Linked DNA regions of Mus musculus: regions 2 and 3 are each linked to region 1. A link is a contact called in public HiChIP or PLAC-seq and Micro-C data. All regions are on one chromosome and are shown on one strand. Each heading gives the region's core, a stretch centred on a gene start, on an enhancer-like site or on the middle of the called end of the contact. The rest is flanking DNA. Distances are from core to core; before and after follow the strand shown. Region 1 overlaps Gm30074 (a long non-coding RNA gene). Region 2 overlaps Maml3 (mastermind like transcriptional coactivator 3). Region 3 overlaps Maml3 (mastermind like transcriptional coactivator 3).

Region 1 (4,831 bases), core at 894-3,393:
GTACATGCTAATAGACTCAAACCCCGTTCCCTCTGAAATGGAGGTTTATTCTCTCTACATCAGGAGGGAATCAAAATGAAAGTGATCGGGGATGCTGGAGAGATGGCCCGGTCTGTATGGCGCCTGCTCCAGGGACAGGAAAGCATGAGCTCGGTCACCAGCACTCCTGTAGAAAGCTGAGCGTGATAGCATGGCAGTAATCCGACACTGGGGAGTTAGAGATGAGAGGATCTGTAGGTTTGCTCAATAGCTCATCGTGGAGTTCCTGGTCCAGTGAGAGACCCTGTCTTAGAAGACAAAGTGGAGAAACAATTGAGGAAGACACATGATGTTGATCCTGGGCCTCTACATGTACATGCACACATGTGTACACACACACAAACACATACATACATACATACATACATACATACATACATACATACATATGAAAGCTCAAAGAAATAATAAGCACACTAAAACATCCTATCTGTTACCTCTCAGCTCAATTTCCCAAACTTAACGCCTTAAAGGGACCACATGTGTGCATGGGGAACAGCCCTAAGGGTGCCATTGCAGCCCTGGGTCTCACCTGTGCATTAAACAAGCAAAGCCAAGAGCAATAGGGCTTAGAACCGTAGACGAGTCTGGGGCTGCTCCTAGGCCAGCACAACAAACAGAGGCTTATATTTGTGGGGTGATTTACTACCTCTCATTAGTGTTTTTTATACTTCACCGAGCTTAGATAAGCAAATTATATAAACACTTTATATATAAGCAAACCATGTCAGATGTCAGGACTCAAAATATGTATTTAATTAAAGGAATACATCTCTTAATACCAAAGCCCTAAATACATATTAAATAATACCCTCATCAGAAGGTAAATGAGATACGCTACCCAACAGAAACTAAGTGACCCACATATACAGTAATATGTCCGTTAATGAGGCAGATGCATGCCAAGAACACGCTTCAGTGTCAGAAACGTCATTACTCAATGAAGCAATAATGTGAACACCGTGAGGGAGAGCATCCAAGGGGGACAGAGAAGAAGTGGGCACAGTGTAAAATTATTAGACATTAACCCAAAGAACAGCGAGGGACACAAGAGCGGCAGGACTGAGAGGGAGTGGACAGGAAGCTGGCCTGGGATCAGGAAAGTATGGAAAAACTACTGGAAGGAGATAACTGCTGGACAGGCTGGACAAGTGTAGCCAGCTTACAGCCTGATTGGGTCACGCCCAGAACCCCAGAAGAAGCCTCCTTTGAGAAAAAAACATTGGGCAGGCTTGGCACATCTCTGAAAATACACAGTCTAGAGAGGAGAGACAGCCACACACACACACACACACACACACACACACACACACACACTCCCTAAATGCAACAACCATGACCAGATCGGGATCAGAGTCATTCCTATGTGACTTCAGCCCATTCCATATTGAACCAAACACTTGAAGGTCGTTTAATAACAGGAGGTGCCCTGTGTTGTTCCATTAGTATTAACCTGGTTTATGGTCTATACAGACCAAAACTCAGAACACAAAGCACAGCTCATCAAAGAATCAATGTCCTCATGAAACTGACGTTGGATGGAGCTTCCTGTCTCTGCCTGCCTGCCTCCCCTCACCCACTCTGTGTGTGTACAGAGATGTATATGTTGAAGCTGCAGGTTGACATTGGGACCTTCCTCTTTTGCCTCGTTACTATAGCATCATCTGGATATAGTCTCATGTTAACCTGGAGCCTGTCAATCAGGCTGGACTGGCCGGCCAGCCATCTCTAGGGATCCATCCGTTCCTTTGGAGCTGGGATCATGGGTGTGCTCTGCCATCCTAGCTTTTCTCGGGGGCACTAGGAAGCCTAAGCTGTTCCTAGTCTCGTAAACTAAACACTTTACAAACTGATCCACCTCCAGCCCCAGAGTCCTTTATTTCCTTACCGAGGCAAGAGGCTGGCAAACGGGTTGACACTGGGCAAACAGAAGGGACAGCAGCAAACCAAGAACTGCGAGACTCAGAGACTGGGGAACCCCTAGATTTTGCTGATTTCCTATTTATGCGATCAACCGAGCAGGACAAACACACTCTATTCACGGAGGTATTTTAGGCCCATGCAGCTGCGTGGATTAGCAGGAGCTCCGCTGCCCAGTCTTATGACTCATGCCAACATTGCTATATATGATTTATAGAGACTTAAAGGGAGAGAAAACAGCCAGTTCTGTGGTGCTGGAGCTTCATTCTCAGATGACCTGCTTCCTGCTGGAATAGAAGCATCCTCAGCTGGGCAACAGACAGACAACCACGGGCAGAGAGTCTGTGGCCTCCAGCTGCCATTGAAGGTTTATTGGCAGGAAACCTGTATGGACACTGATAGAGATGGATGTCACTTAAACCGGATGTCACTTCAAACATGGGTCTTGGACCGGGAAGATGGTTCAGTGGGTAAAGGCACTTGCCACCAAGCCTGATACTCTGAATTGGATCCCTGGAACCCGCATGACAGAGGAGAGAGAGAATGTCTATGAATACTCCTTTCTCCAATCTCTCTCTCTCTCTCTCTCTCTCTCTCTCACACACACACACACACACACACACACACACACACACACACACACACACTATTTTTTAATGGGTCTTGGATTGGGGAAATGGCTTGCTGATTAAAACACATCCAAAGCAAACATGAGGTCCAAAGCTCAGAATTCCAGACCATTAAAGCTGGTGGCCATGGGGGTCCAGCTATAATTCCAGCCCCAAGGAAGAGACAGGCTGGCTAGTGGGACCAACCATACCAATACCTTCATCTTAAGTTAAACTGTGAGAGGCTCAAGACATAGCTACACACACAAGAACACATGTAAGAGACGAGAACATGTCAAGTTGAAAGATTTCCAAAAGAAATCAGGGTGACAAATTTTAAAACAGGGAAAGTCTATGTCAACTAGGTTCTGTTTGAAGTTGGAAAATGTGTCAACATTTTTTTATATAATGCACCCCCCCGCCCCCTGCTTAGCAAACCTGTTAAGGACCCTGTCTTTTGGTGATTTCTGCTGTGGTTAGTTTTGAAGCAGGCTTTGGTGTTGTTTTTGTGTGACCCAACTTCTGCCCCCACTGACATAGGCACAAAGAATGTGTGCAATTGGCTGCAGATAGTTTTTCTACTATCTGCCCCTGGACGCTTTGCAGATGGGCACTTGAACTGCATCAAAGTGTCTCGCTGCTCTGTGCATCTGCCGAACTTCAAAGCCTCAGCACTGGGTGTTGTAATGAGGCATATCATATCATTCTAAAGGGCCGATTATACTCTATTGTGTGGATATTTATGGAGATGCCCCCGTATCTTTCTTAACATACTATGTAGCCTCATTGGGGTCTTTCTGTTTCTGTTAATTGTCTAGGGCCAGCAAGATGGCTCAATAAGTAAAAGTGCTTTGCCACCAAGCCTGCTAGCCTGACAACTTCAGTTGATTTCTGAGACCGACATGGTGGAAGGAAGGAAAGAATGAAAGAACGATTCTCCCACAAATTATCTAATTGGCCCCTAACCATATCTCTCTCTCTCTCTCTCTCTCTCTCTCTCTCTCTCTCTCCCATCCCTTCTTACACACACTCAAGAAAATATGAAAAATATTTTAAAAGAACTGTCTAGGGAAATTATCTAAGGAAACAGGTTGGAATCACTAGCCTGAGACTGGTCCAGTTGACTTTTCCTTCAGGGTTACTATGCAACATTGTTTTGCTAACCATTCTAGAAGGTTCTAACAGCCAAGTAGTTGGGGCACTTCCCCGAGGAGTGGGAAGAAGCTGGTGAGTTTCCCAGAAGTTGCAATCTTAGAAAAAGAGTCACTTTTATAAACATGATATGTAGAGGGTTCTAAGTGGAGAGGAATCCGGAGACACCGGAGCAAACAGTCATCTGAGTTGAACTTTCTGATGATGGAGACTTTCTATAATTCCACATGGTAGCCCCCAACCACCAACCACAGGAGGCTCGTGTGCAACTTCAATGTGGCTGGTCTGACTGAGGAAATGAGGTCTTGATTTCTTTGCATTCTACTTCAATTATCACAAGTGGCCAGTGGTTATTGTATAGAGTAGAATAATTCTCAAAGTTAACTGCCCTGCTCAAGTGTGTGTGTGTGTGTGTGTGTGTGTGTGTGTGTGTGTGTGTATGTGAGAGAGAGAGAGAGAGAGAGAGAGAGAGAGACTGTGTGGTGTGTGAGTGCATATGTGAATGAGTGTGTGTGTGTGTGTGTGTGTGTGAGAGAGAGAGAGAGAGAGAGAGAGAGAGAGAGAGAGACTGTATGGTGTGTGAGTGCATATGTGAATGAGTGTGTGTGTGTGTGTGTGTGTGTTTAGAAAGTCAAGGACCTATATTGAAGGAAAGAAAAGAAAAAGGAATTAAAAAAAAAAAGAGCTCTCAGTTGAATCTTCCTGGAAAATCCTTTTGAATTGTTCCTACAATCCCTCTACCCAAGCTGAGGCCAGGTCTGTTGTCCTAAAGAGAATGGTGTCGTCATTTATTTTCATTAATCATTAGGGAGCAAGACTGTCATGCCCACGTATAGGCTGGGCACTTCTCTGCATCCACGCCTACTGATTGATAGCATTTCAAGCAATTTTGTGCTCGGCAGTGGACAAGGGGGAAAGGTAATGGAATCGCTCCTTCATTTACCAGGGCAAGCCAATAACGTGACATTGTGTGTGCCTGTCAGTTTTATACATCGAGGGTGCCCAATAACAGGTACCAAACCCGCCCCTTTAATGCAACATAAATCAGGAGGTGTACAAGTGTAGTGGGGTCACCAAGAGGCCACGGGAACTGCAGGCTTGTCCACTTGTCT
Region 2 (4,831 bases), core at 1,622-4,121, 370 kb before region 1:
AGAACTGAGCTAGAAAAGGACAGACAGAAAAGGACAGAGAGAACACACACACACACACACCCCACTGGTACCCATAGAGGGCCAAGGAAAACAGACAAGGAAGGAGGAGGGGTGGTGGGATTGCCTGGAGCCGTCAAGAGGTCACAGGCACACCGTGATCAGCAGCAAACTCAGTTTACAAAGAGACATCTGTTCCATTGCTCCAGTGCATTGTGGCTAATTACATCCTGGCCCGTCTGTGAAATGACAGCCACTTATTCTCCAGTGAACCGTAAAATCTGTACATGTTCGATTTTGGGAGTGGGAGAGCAGAGGCGGGGAGGCTGGAGTGGGGGGGGGGGAGGGGGGACCAAAGGGAAAGAGAAAAGGCAGGAGGGACCACTTTCTCACAAGAGAGCCTGGTCAAGTACTAGTGGACGGACAGGAGAGCACCTGTCCACTGTCCATGTCTCCAGCACGGACATGGAGGTGAGATTCTCTGGCCTCGCTGTTGCTACTGTTCCTTTCTATGCAAAGACAACGGTGCCAATAGTGGTGGCCTGAACTTCTCCATCACCACTGTGGCCCGGGTAAAGGCTTGCTCATTTGCTGTAGTTTCCAGGAGCTGGTAAAAGAGGCAGCTGGTCGGAAGCAGGGTGTAGCCCCAGATGGGCAGGGCAAGGGTTTGCCATAAGCCCTCTGGAAGTGCAGGTCAGAGCATCTATTTCCACTTGGGCCCCTGCTTTCACAGGAAAGCCTCTTTTATATACTGAGAATGGGGTGCTGGCCTCGATGGAGATGGAGGAATTAGCAACAAGCATTCTTAAGCAGGAAAAATATACAGAAGAAGCCTTATAGACTAAAACAAACAAACAAACACCCCCAAACTAAAAAAGCCCAACTTTCTACATGAATTTGATTGACATTAAAACATTATCCTAACCACAACAAACCATAATCACTTGTGTATCTCAGTGACAAGACCCAGGGGCATAAAGACAGGAATGAGAGACAGATCCATTAAAAACATAGGTTTCAGTTGACGGTGGGCTTTAGTGGGGTGCTTATCGTTCTTATACAAAAGCACCTGCTGGGGAGTCATACAGCCTTCTGCTGGAATCCGTATAAAACCCAACTGGTGATATGACGAGGGTTAAACTGTGGTAAAACATAGGTCTCCGTTCCTCTTGGAGCAATGCTGGGTTCTGTGGGTCACATTTACAGCCACAAAAGCTCTGGCGCAAAGGATTACTCCCCACTTCTATTGGCTCTCATCTGTTTGCGCACATGGAGGCCCAGTCAATGTACCTTTAGACCTGGTGTAAGGCAGATTCTAAACCCAGAAGTTAAGGTTTGGGTGCCTGCGTGTCCGAGTGTGTGTGTGTGTGTGTGTGTGTGTGTGTGTGTGTGGTGCCTTTAGGCTGGGCGAGCATAAGCGGGAAGCTCAGTCAGCCAGCAGCGAACATGAAGCACCATATAAGAATGCTCTAGAAAGTTTTACTAATTTTGAGTCAAAGCAATTTTAATAACTCTGCATTAACTACAGTCATGTCATATAATTAATCAGAAGGTAACCACCACTGTCTGGGAGATGGGGTTCAGGAAGTTAAGCATAATTAGAGAGGAGATGTGAGGCGCAGACGAAGCCTTGCATTTGTGTGTACCCCAAGAAGTTAGTTCTGGTCGGCGGCTAAGGGAAAGGTCATCTACAGAGTCCCATGCTGCAGATACGTTTCCTTTTGACTGAGGAAAACTGAACAGCTCTGATGAAAAGATAAAGAGAAGGAGCAAGAGGAAGATGTCTCCTCTGATGTGAATTCTTTTGTTTTTGTTCTTTTTGAGACTGGACCTCGCTGTGTATCCAGGACTGGCCTCGAACTTGCTATGTGGATCAAGATAGCCTCGAGTTCACAGAGATCTGCCTGCCTCTGCCTCCCGAGTCAGACTGCCATGTCAGACTCCTGTAAACTCTCTTATGTCTGCTTAGTGTCCAAAGAAGCCAGAAGAGGGGCCAGATCCCTCTGCAACTGGAGTTACAGACAGTTATGATCTATCATGTAGGTGCTGGGAATTGAACCAGGGTCCTCTGGAAGACCAGCCAATGCTAAGTCATTTCTCCGAAACCTGATGTAAATTCTTGAGTAGCAACTTGGATCCAGGTAAAGTTAAAGTTAATATAAAGGTTTTCGCTAAGAGCTGAAGGTAAAGAGAGATGGCTCCCTGCCCACTGCATCAATGGCTACACAGATGCAACAAGACGAAGGGGCTAAAGAATTCTTGAAAACTGCCTTTACTAGAGGATGGGGCTGAGAATCTGACACTCATTAATAGGAATCCCCATACTTCCTCAGATTCAGCAACCACGAGTGAGCTCATGATTTGCCGTACCGCCCCTCATCCTTGTCCAACAGATCAATTTATTTTTTTCATGGAATATTCTTTTGTTGGCCTGTCTTTTGCTCCTCCCCCAACGAGCAACTGAGTTCGGAGCGGATATGCAGTGTGAGCGTGCGTGTGTGTGTGTGTGTGTGTGTGTGTGTGTGTGTGTGTGTGTACACCCAGGATGCAGTTTCTTGTTCCCACCCTACATTGTTTGTTGAAATAAATATGGAAATCAGGTTGAGCAAGCCAGCCAAGCCAGCCAAACTGAAATAAATTCATCACTCATGGGCTCTCAGGGGAGGGCAACAGTGCATTTTTTTCTAAATGATTATTTCTGAAGCACCGAAGGAATGGCTATATCACTAATGAGGCCTGTATGCCATGACTGCTGATTATAAATGACCCGCAAAGAGACAAGGAGATGGTGGGTATGGAGATACACTTGGGAGGATCGAGAGAAGCAGCTGGGGGTGGAGGCTGCTACCACCAGGGCCAAGCGGAGGAGACGCACCCAGAACGCACTCTGTTTTTCTCATCCAGAGCTCCATTCCCAGAGCAGCATGTGACTTATTCTGTGTGAGTTCGGGTGAGTGGAAAGTTTCCAAATGCCTCACAAAGACAGCAAAAAACAGCTCATGGCTGTGTCCTCAGGGCGCCAGAGATATCCCTCTCTTCTGTGCATAGAAGTTCTTACTAGATCTGCAGAAGATCTAGTAGGGACTCAAGGGACACAAACCATACCATGGCACTAAGTGATGGCTCGACTCCCCACTAGAGGCTGTTTCTTGATAGCTGTGAACTTGGACTAGAGGATGGAAAGCCAGTCCTGGCATCAGAAAGCAAGTGTTCTCGGAGCAGATGGTGGAGGCCAGGCCAGGCAGACAACTCTAGATTCACAAACCTAGGACTCTCAAAAAGTCAAGAGGGATTGCCACAAAAGGGAGCTTTGTGACTCAGTGGCACTCCTAGTCCACGGTGATCTAAGGAAATATCCATAGCATTTCAGCATGACCTGGCAGGACTCGTTCAGACAGCAGGACCTGGTGTGCAATGTCGGCTGCTAGAAAAGGCCCACAAGGACCCAAGTTCAAATCCCCAGAACCTATGTAAACAGCTGGGTGTCTCAGTAGCAAGTACCTGTAATTCCAGAACTACTCTGGCGAGATGGGTGGTCGAGACAGGGGAATCTCTCAAAGCTTAGGGCAGGCTAAGGTGGCATATGCAACAGTGAACTAGAGACCGTTTCTCAAAGATGGTGGAAAATTGGGAGACACCTCTACATGTGCGTTGTGTGCATCCATGTCTTCATTCACACACACACACACACACACACACACACACACACACACACAGAGCACAATGGCCTGGCACGAACCACCTTTGACAAATGACATGACCTAGTCTTTGAAGGCAGAGGCACAAGCAACTAACATATGCTTTCTGTTGCTGTTGTTGTTGTTTGGCCTGGCATTGCGGTGTAGCACAGGCTAGTGTGGTCTTTTTATGTAGCCCAGGGTGGTGTGTGGTGATTCTTCAGCCTCTGCCTCGCAACTGCTTTTGTGAGCTTTTAACAACCAACAGTGAATTTGAAAATGAGTGTATCACTATGTTTATTGCCCTATGGCAACATCCTTCTAGAAAGTACTGGTGGGAGGAAAGGCCCTTCTGCAGCCTATCAGACTAGGGCTTTGCGACACGACATGAAACCAATCAGAGACTGGGATGGGTCCAGGGGCTCCTGAGCTTATGGAAGAGGCTTGCTGTTTGTCCACTGTGTGCCCTCCTGCAACATCCAAAGAGGATTCCAGAAATAGTGTTTCATAGCTCCCATGCATCCTTCCGCATGCACAGCTGTAGATGGAGAGTCCCCCGCCATTCACAGACTCCGAGTGAAGCCCGTGCGTTGGCTCTTTCTGCTCAACACTGGAGCTGCTCTAGGATGCTGGCAACCAGTCACGGTGAAAGGAGCCAAGGATTCTGGGTGACCACCTTTGACACTAGAATCAAATGCTATGTGGTTTCAAGCATGATGGAGGAAATTCTGCTCACTGAATTCGTTAAAACGGTCTTCATAAAACAGGGAGGAGGGGGAGGATGTAGGGGACTAATTATAAAGTTCCACTCAGTTTACTCAGCTCCTCAGCCTGGCTGCCATAGCAAGAGAGACTCGATGCTGTTAGCTCCCTCCCCACAGCCCTCTAGGCAACAAAGAACCACTCGTCAGCTAAGAGAAAAGCAGCAAGCAGCCGGCCCTGGCCTTCCCCTTCTTCATCGCTGGTGAGAATGCTACTGCCAGATCTGTCTTTCTCTCTCATCTTCTCCACCTAAGGTCAAAGAACAAACAGGCTTCCCCAATAATCTTAACAAAGAAAAGAACGGAAAGTCACCCAGGCCAAGTTGCAAGCTCTAACTAAGCCTTGATGCTTCCAGGAAGGAACAGGGAGAGGGGCTGGAATGATTCCCCCAGATC
Region 3 (4,831 bases), core at 782-3,281, 270 kb before region 1:
CCATACCTCTTACCCGATAAGTTCTCTAAAAGATACACTCAGAAGTTTTATCCTGAGATTCTTTTTTCAGTACTGAATTAAATCTGTATAATTTCATCAAATTTAGCCCCTCATGAAAATGCAATTATCGCACCCTTGTTTCATATAACTAAATACTTTATTCATTATTAACCTCACTAACAGACTTAATGTACAATAAGGAAACACCACGAGATTCATGTCAGTGGCAATTTAAAGTGAATTAGGGGTTAACGATGAAGGTCTGATCTACTCTAGTCTGATTATAGATAAATAACACACAGGCAATAGACTTAAGTGATAAACATATACTCAGGTCATGAGATCCATCGAGGGGGCATTTCTATTATTCAACATCATAGGCAGCCAAATCCACGACTCAGACTTCCACCCTCTCTTTGTCTTTGATCCCATCTTAATGTTTCGCTGCCTCGGTACACAGGCGTGCTTTCTGCTTACAAGTGCAGAGAGACGGATCCATAAATTACATCACACCTGCATGCCTGCACGCATATCCCAAGCTCACACGGAGCAAGATGCAGCTGTCTGGTCCCCACCCCTGCTGGATGATGGGGCCGCAGAAATGAACACCAGCTTAGCAGCCTACAAACCTAGGGTTCTGAGCTTCTCCGGATGGCAACATACATGAATTCACATCCCTAGCATATCGTGTAATCACAGAGCTACATGTTGCCCTGGCAATGAGGGCTTTCCAGACACAGTGATATGTTCTGAAGTGACAATGGTAAACATATAGAGCCGTTCTCAATTTTTGGGTAGGGGATCTGGCAGGAAGCAAAGGTCCTGGGTCTGAGTAGCTAAAATCTGTCTTACAAGTGGTGCAAGCAATGGCTGGGTATACAACATCATTGATTTGCAGAAAAGGACACAGCTACAGTCATGATGTGATGTGTTCATGTCACACACACTCAAAACAGAGTCTACTCTGTGTTAGAAATGTTTCTGACACTAATTCAAGTCAGGCTCTCTGAATAGAATGCTCAAACAATTAGGAGATATAATGGTGTTCTAATACATACATTCACATTGGATTAGCCAGTGACATGTATACACACTTAGATTACTAACACTCTGGGTAAACAAGGGCGAAGCCAGTCTCCAATATAGAGGGATTTTCAAATACAGACATTCACATGTATTCACCATGAAATAATGTTTTTCCTTTTGCCTCAAGGGTTCCACAGTGACTCAAAAGAAAAACATAAAATGAAAGTAGATACTTCAAGTCAATACAAGACAACCTTTTCTTAAACTTTAAAAAAAATACGCTATATACATTATTGTAAAGATGATAAGACTAAACGTAATGGCCTGAACTAGCCACACTGTCTAGCCAACATATAAACATGTTTAAATAAATGTCCGCTAAATACCATAATCTCTAAGCAGCTCACTGGCTTACCAAACTGGCTGAAATCGTTCACTGGTCTCTCAATGGTGCCCTATCTGGAGTAAACAGACGTATTAATATTTTTTATTCTCAGGAGATGTCAACAACATAGTCATAAATTCCTGGATGAAAAAGACCCCTGATATCCCAGGATTGAACTCAAGTTGTCAAAACTTGTACAAGAGTCTTTACCTGCTTAGCCATCCTGCTGCCCCATCCCCTCAACCAGGATTTTTGTAGTGAATTTTGTAGATCTATTTGGCAAAGAATATATGAGTGTTCCAGTTTCCTAGTCTGCTACACACCACTCTGCTACATGGGTTGGGTGGTTTTGTTTCATCTTCCGATCATCTCCTGTGTCACTACCCCATGTCCCCTCCTCCCAGCCCTTGCTCCATTTCCTTAGCCAGGAGTAGCTTCAGCCTCACTTGAGATCCTGCCACTTGCTCGCTCCACGCGCATTCACTGCATCTTACCTGTGTGCTATGCAGGTTACACCTAAGGGTTTACTAGTTCACCTCAGGTAAAGACTAGGGTTAGAGCGGACACTCCCTCCTTCCTTGCTTCATGACTTCAAACACTGCACTCGCTGGGACTTTCCCTTGGCTATAAAAAGAATTACTAATTCAATTCAATGATAACCACAGAGACAGACAGGCTGGTAACTCGCCTGACCCGAAGAAGTCATTCAATAAACACCACCAGGCACAGTTTATTTTAGGCCAGGGTGAAAAGGGGGATGCCAGTTCTTCTGGAAGCTGTGGGGTTACCTTAGAATTCTCATACATATTTTCAAAACTCGACTTCCTCTTACTCCCCCCTGGGAACGCTGGATTTCTGAATGCCTTTGTGGGTACAAGGCTACTTATCCCCACTCGGAAGCCCACATCCTTCACACTGAGAGCACAGTGCTGGTTAGAGTCTATTTCTTTCTGCACACAGAGGGAATAACTGGGAGATGCTACTACTAAAATCGACCTGTGCCAGGTGTTAGGACACACACACACACACAACTCCAGCTTCCGGAAGGTCAGGGCAGATGGATTTTGAGTTCAAGGCCAGTTTGGGCTATACAGGAAGTTCCTGTCTAAAAACAAAAACAAACATACAAACAAACAAAAACCCTAAGTATTACTTAGGAATTGTTTCAATTCTCAGACTTTGTTATGAATGGTACTGTTGTGAAATCTATGTTAAATGTAGATCATGGGTGCTGCTGACGAATGATCTGGGGCTCACGTTTGGGTTAGTTCATTTTCCACTCGCACCATTATAAATGACAATGTTCTCCACCCCTACGATGTAGATTTGGTTTAGGGTTTCATTATGATGACTGATACTCTCCTAGTTTTCATAAAAAACATGCTGGCTTTTTAATTTTGCTTTCTATTTCTGGGTTAGCTGTACATTATTGACAACTTATGCTGTCCAGACTATGGAATTTGGCAATACATTATATTTACACCACATTTGAAAATACTTTTCAGGGAGGATGGTTTTTCTTTTCTTCTTCGATTTAGCTGCTATGTATGTACTTGACCGTGGTGTTCTCACAGAATTAAGATTTTGCAAACTGATCTACTGACCCATGAATGTGTACCCTGGTAACTTTCTGGAACAAAATCATGGAGAGTAAGAGACAGGAAGAGGTACAAATCTTTCAACAGTACTTAGTGTGTTTGTTAAATGCTCTCCTCAAGTGTCATGGCTGAATACTAGGACACCAGCTGGTAAGCAGAACTTGTTGTTCCTGTGGTGGTACTGAGGTTGGTGGTGCCCAGAGGACTCTGGAAACAAAGAGGCCAGACATCATCTGTGTATATTGCATGCATGGGCATGAATGTATGGTGTGTGTGTGTGTGTGTGTGCTTTTCGAGGGATTAATACATGCTAATTAAGCAGGGCTTTTCTGCTTTTGTACTACATATAACTGAATGAACTAACAAATATCCTTCACATTAGAAACCTTTAATGCCGAGTCAGCTGGTTTCACTGTATTCATTGTTGGTCAAGCACTAGGAGATGTGGAATCCATAACCAGCCGTGTACAGGGCCTGTTGTGAAGGCCGCTGAACACAGGGTCTGCGCTCTGCCTTTTCCAGTTCTGTGCTCTCCTGCTGACAGGCCACGGCCTGGGAATTTGTGATCACTAAAATTCTCCGATTAGTCTGCACTCAGCACTGTCCAGAGGAATCAGAGCACACATCCTACCTGTGTCACCACCACGTGACCATGCTTAAAGCCACACCCCACCCCACCCTCACACACAGACACGTTGGCCTCTACTTAAATTGCTCGCCAGAAAGATGATTTAAATCACTTTCCAACAAATACAATTTCAGTATAGTTTTTCTCACCAAAGTATGTCCCCATTGTACAAACCCTATTGTAAGTTGCAGAAAATTCAGGTTTATAGTTTTCCATTGGAAGAAACTGTATACTAAATGTGTAAACTGTACAGAAACGGGCCCCTTAGGAAGCAGAACATTTTATTTTCCGTAGATAAATAAAGCAGATAGTGATAAAAAAAAATCACAGAAACAAAAGATTATCAGCTTGCTGGGTTAATTTTGGCAAGTCTTTTTTTGGGGGGGTGGGGGTGGGAAGGCTGTGTTGAAATAATCACTGAAACTCAAAATAACTGATACACTGTTGCAAACGTAAATGTTTACATATATGTATTGTATTTCAGATATTTTCTTCAATTATACGTAACAAATATACAAGTTTTAGCAAATATATAAATAAGTATTTTATTTCTAGATGAGAAATAGGAGCTGGAAAAAAATGTAAAAGAATGTCTCATCACAATTTAAAACAAACAAAATTCTTCCTAAATGAAAACCTTTGAAATGCAATGTTTTGAAGGATGCGTCTCCCCCCCCCCCCCCCATCACATAACTTCACCCAGTTGAAAGCTACTTCCCTCCTTTCCTCCGTAGAGAGATAAGTGTGATAATCTTTATGGCATACAGGTGAGAAAAAAGGTATTTCAGGAGACAGGCAAGGTGGGCAGAAAGGAGAATCTAGAGAGCCCGCCATTGTGGGGCCTGGAGACCGACCGAGGCTGGAACAGTAAAGGGTTCCAGCTTTGAATGTGAGAGAAATGGGGCTGTAATCCGAGCCCAGGAGAGGCAGGCAGCCACGGGAGCCCGGCTGTGAGGACGCTGGAGGATTAAGGAGATAAGCCTGTGGTAGCATTCCTGGAATTCTTGGAGGTGACCGGCTCTGGTTGCTAGGGACTGCAAAGGCAGGATCATTCTGACTAAATCCGAAATGGAAAGAAAAGGCTTGAATCTTGCTTTTAAAGATTTGTTTATATTTTTTTGTGTGTATGGCACCCACCCATACCTGACACCCAAGGAGGCCAGAAAAGGGTTTGAGATCCTCTGGAACTGGAGT

The links. Hi-C and Micro-C count contacts between places; a contact is called where the count stands out from the background. HiChIP or PLAC-seq counts read pairs in DNA pulled down with a chosen protein or histone mark.
Region 2: a contact with region 1 is called in an H3K27ac HiChIP or PLAC-seq map of VIP interneurons, with 4 times the contacts expected there. The contact joins two enhancer-like sites. A contact is called at or near these places in 1 of 484 Hi-C or Micro-C datasets (bone marrow-derived macrophages), 9 of 115 datasets of contacts at active chromatin or transcription factors (VIP interneurons, astrocytes, bone marrow-derived macrophages and 5 more) and 4 of 9 other capture datasets (adipose tissue, embryonic stem cells, liver and 1 more).
Region 3: a contact with region 1 is called in a Micro-C map of the HL-1 cell line, with 2.5 times the contacts expected there. The contact joins two enhancer-like sites. A contact is called at or near these places in 7 of 484 Hi-C or Micro-C datasets (ECoMG myeloid progenitors, the HL-1 cell line, the N1E-115 cell line and 4 more), 5 of 115 datasets of contacts at active chromatin or transcription factors (the NIH/3T3 cell line, bone marrow-derived macrophages, embryonic forebrain and 2 more) and 2 of 9 other capture datasets (embryonic stem cells and embryonic trunk).

What each region holds. Positions count from the first base shown.
Region 1 is chr3:52,174,173-52,179,003 of GRCm38.p6, forward strand. It overlaps Gm30074 (a long non-coding RNA gene), which reads right to left. Exons shown (of 3, transcript XR_867257.3): 2 at 1-283. Among named protein-coding and RNA genes, the nearest start is that of Gm30074, 3.5 kb to the right of the region's middle. Within about 2 kb of position 2,144, at least 14 of the 459 cell types and tissues checked have an H3K27ac peak or open chromatin away from gene starts, as enhancers often do. A contact at or near this core is called in the HL-1 cell line and VIP interneurons, where this site is marked.
Region 2 is chr3:51,805,535-51,810,365 of GRCm38.p6, forward strand. All of the region lies in intron 2 of Maml3 (mastermind like transcriptional coactivator 3), which reads right to left. Among named protein-coding and RNA genes, the nearest start is that of Gm46803, 100 kb to the left of the region's middle. Within about 2 kb of position 2,872, at least 29 of the 459 cell types and tissues checked have an H3K27ac peak or open chromatin away from gene starts, as enhancers often do. A contact at or near this core is called in VIP interneurons, where this site is marked.
Region 3 is chr3:51,904,045-51,908,875 of GRCm38.p6, forward strand. The region is part of intron 1 of Maml3 (mastermind like transcriptional coactivator 3); the gene reads right to left. Among named protein-coding and RNA genes, the nearest start is that of Maml3, 200 kb to the right of the region's middle. RefSeq lists an enhancer at 3,527-4,831. Within about 2 kb of position 2,032, at least 49 of the 459 cell types and tissues checked have an H3K27ac peak or open chromatin away from gene starts, as enhancers often do. A contact at or near this core is called in the HL-1 cell line, where this site is marked.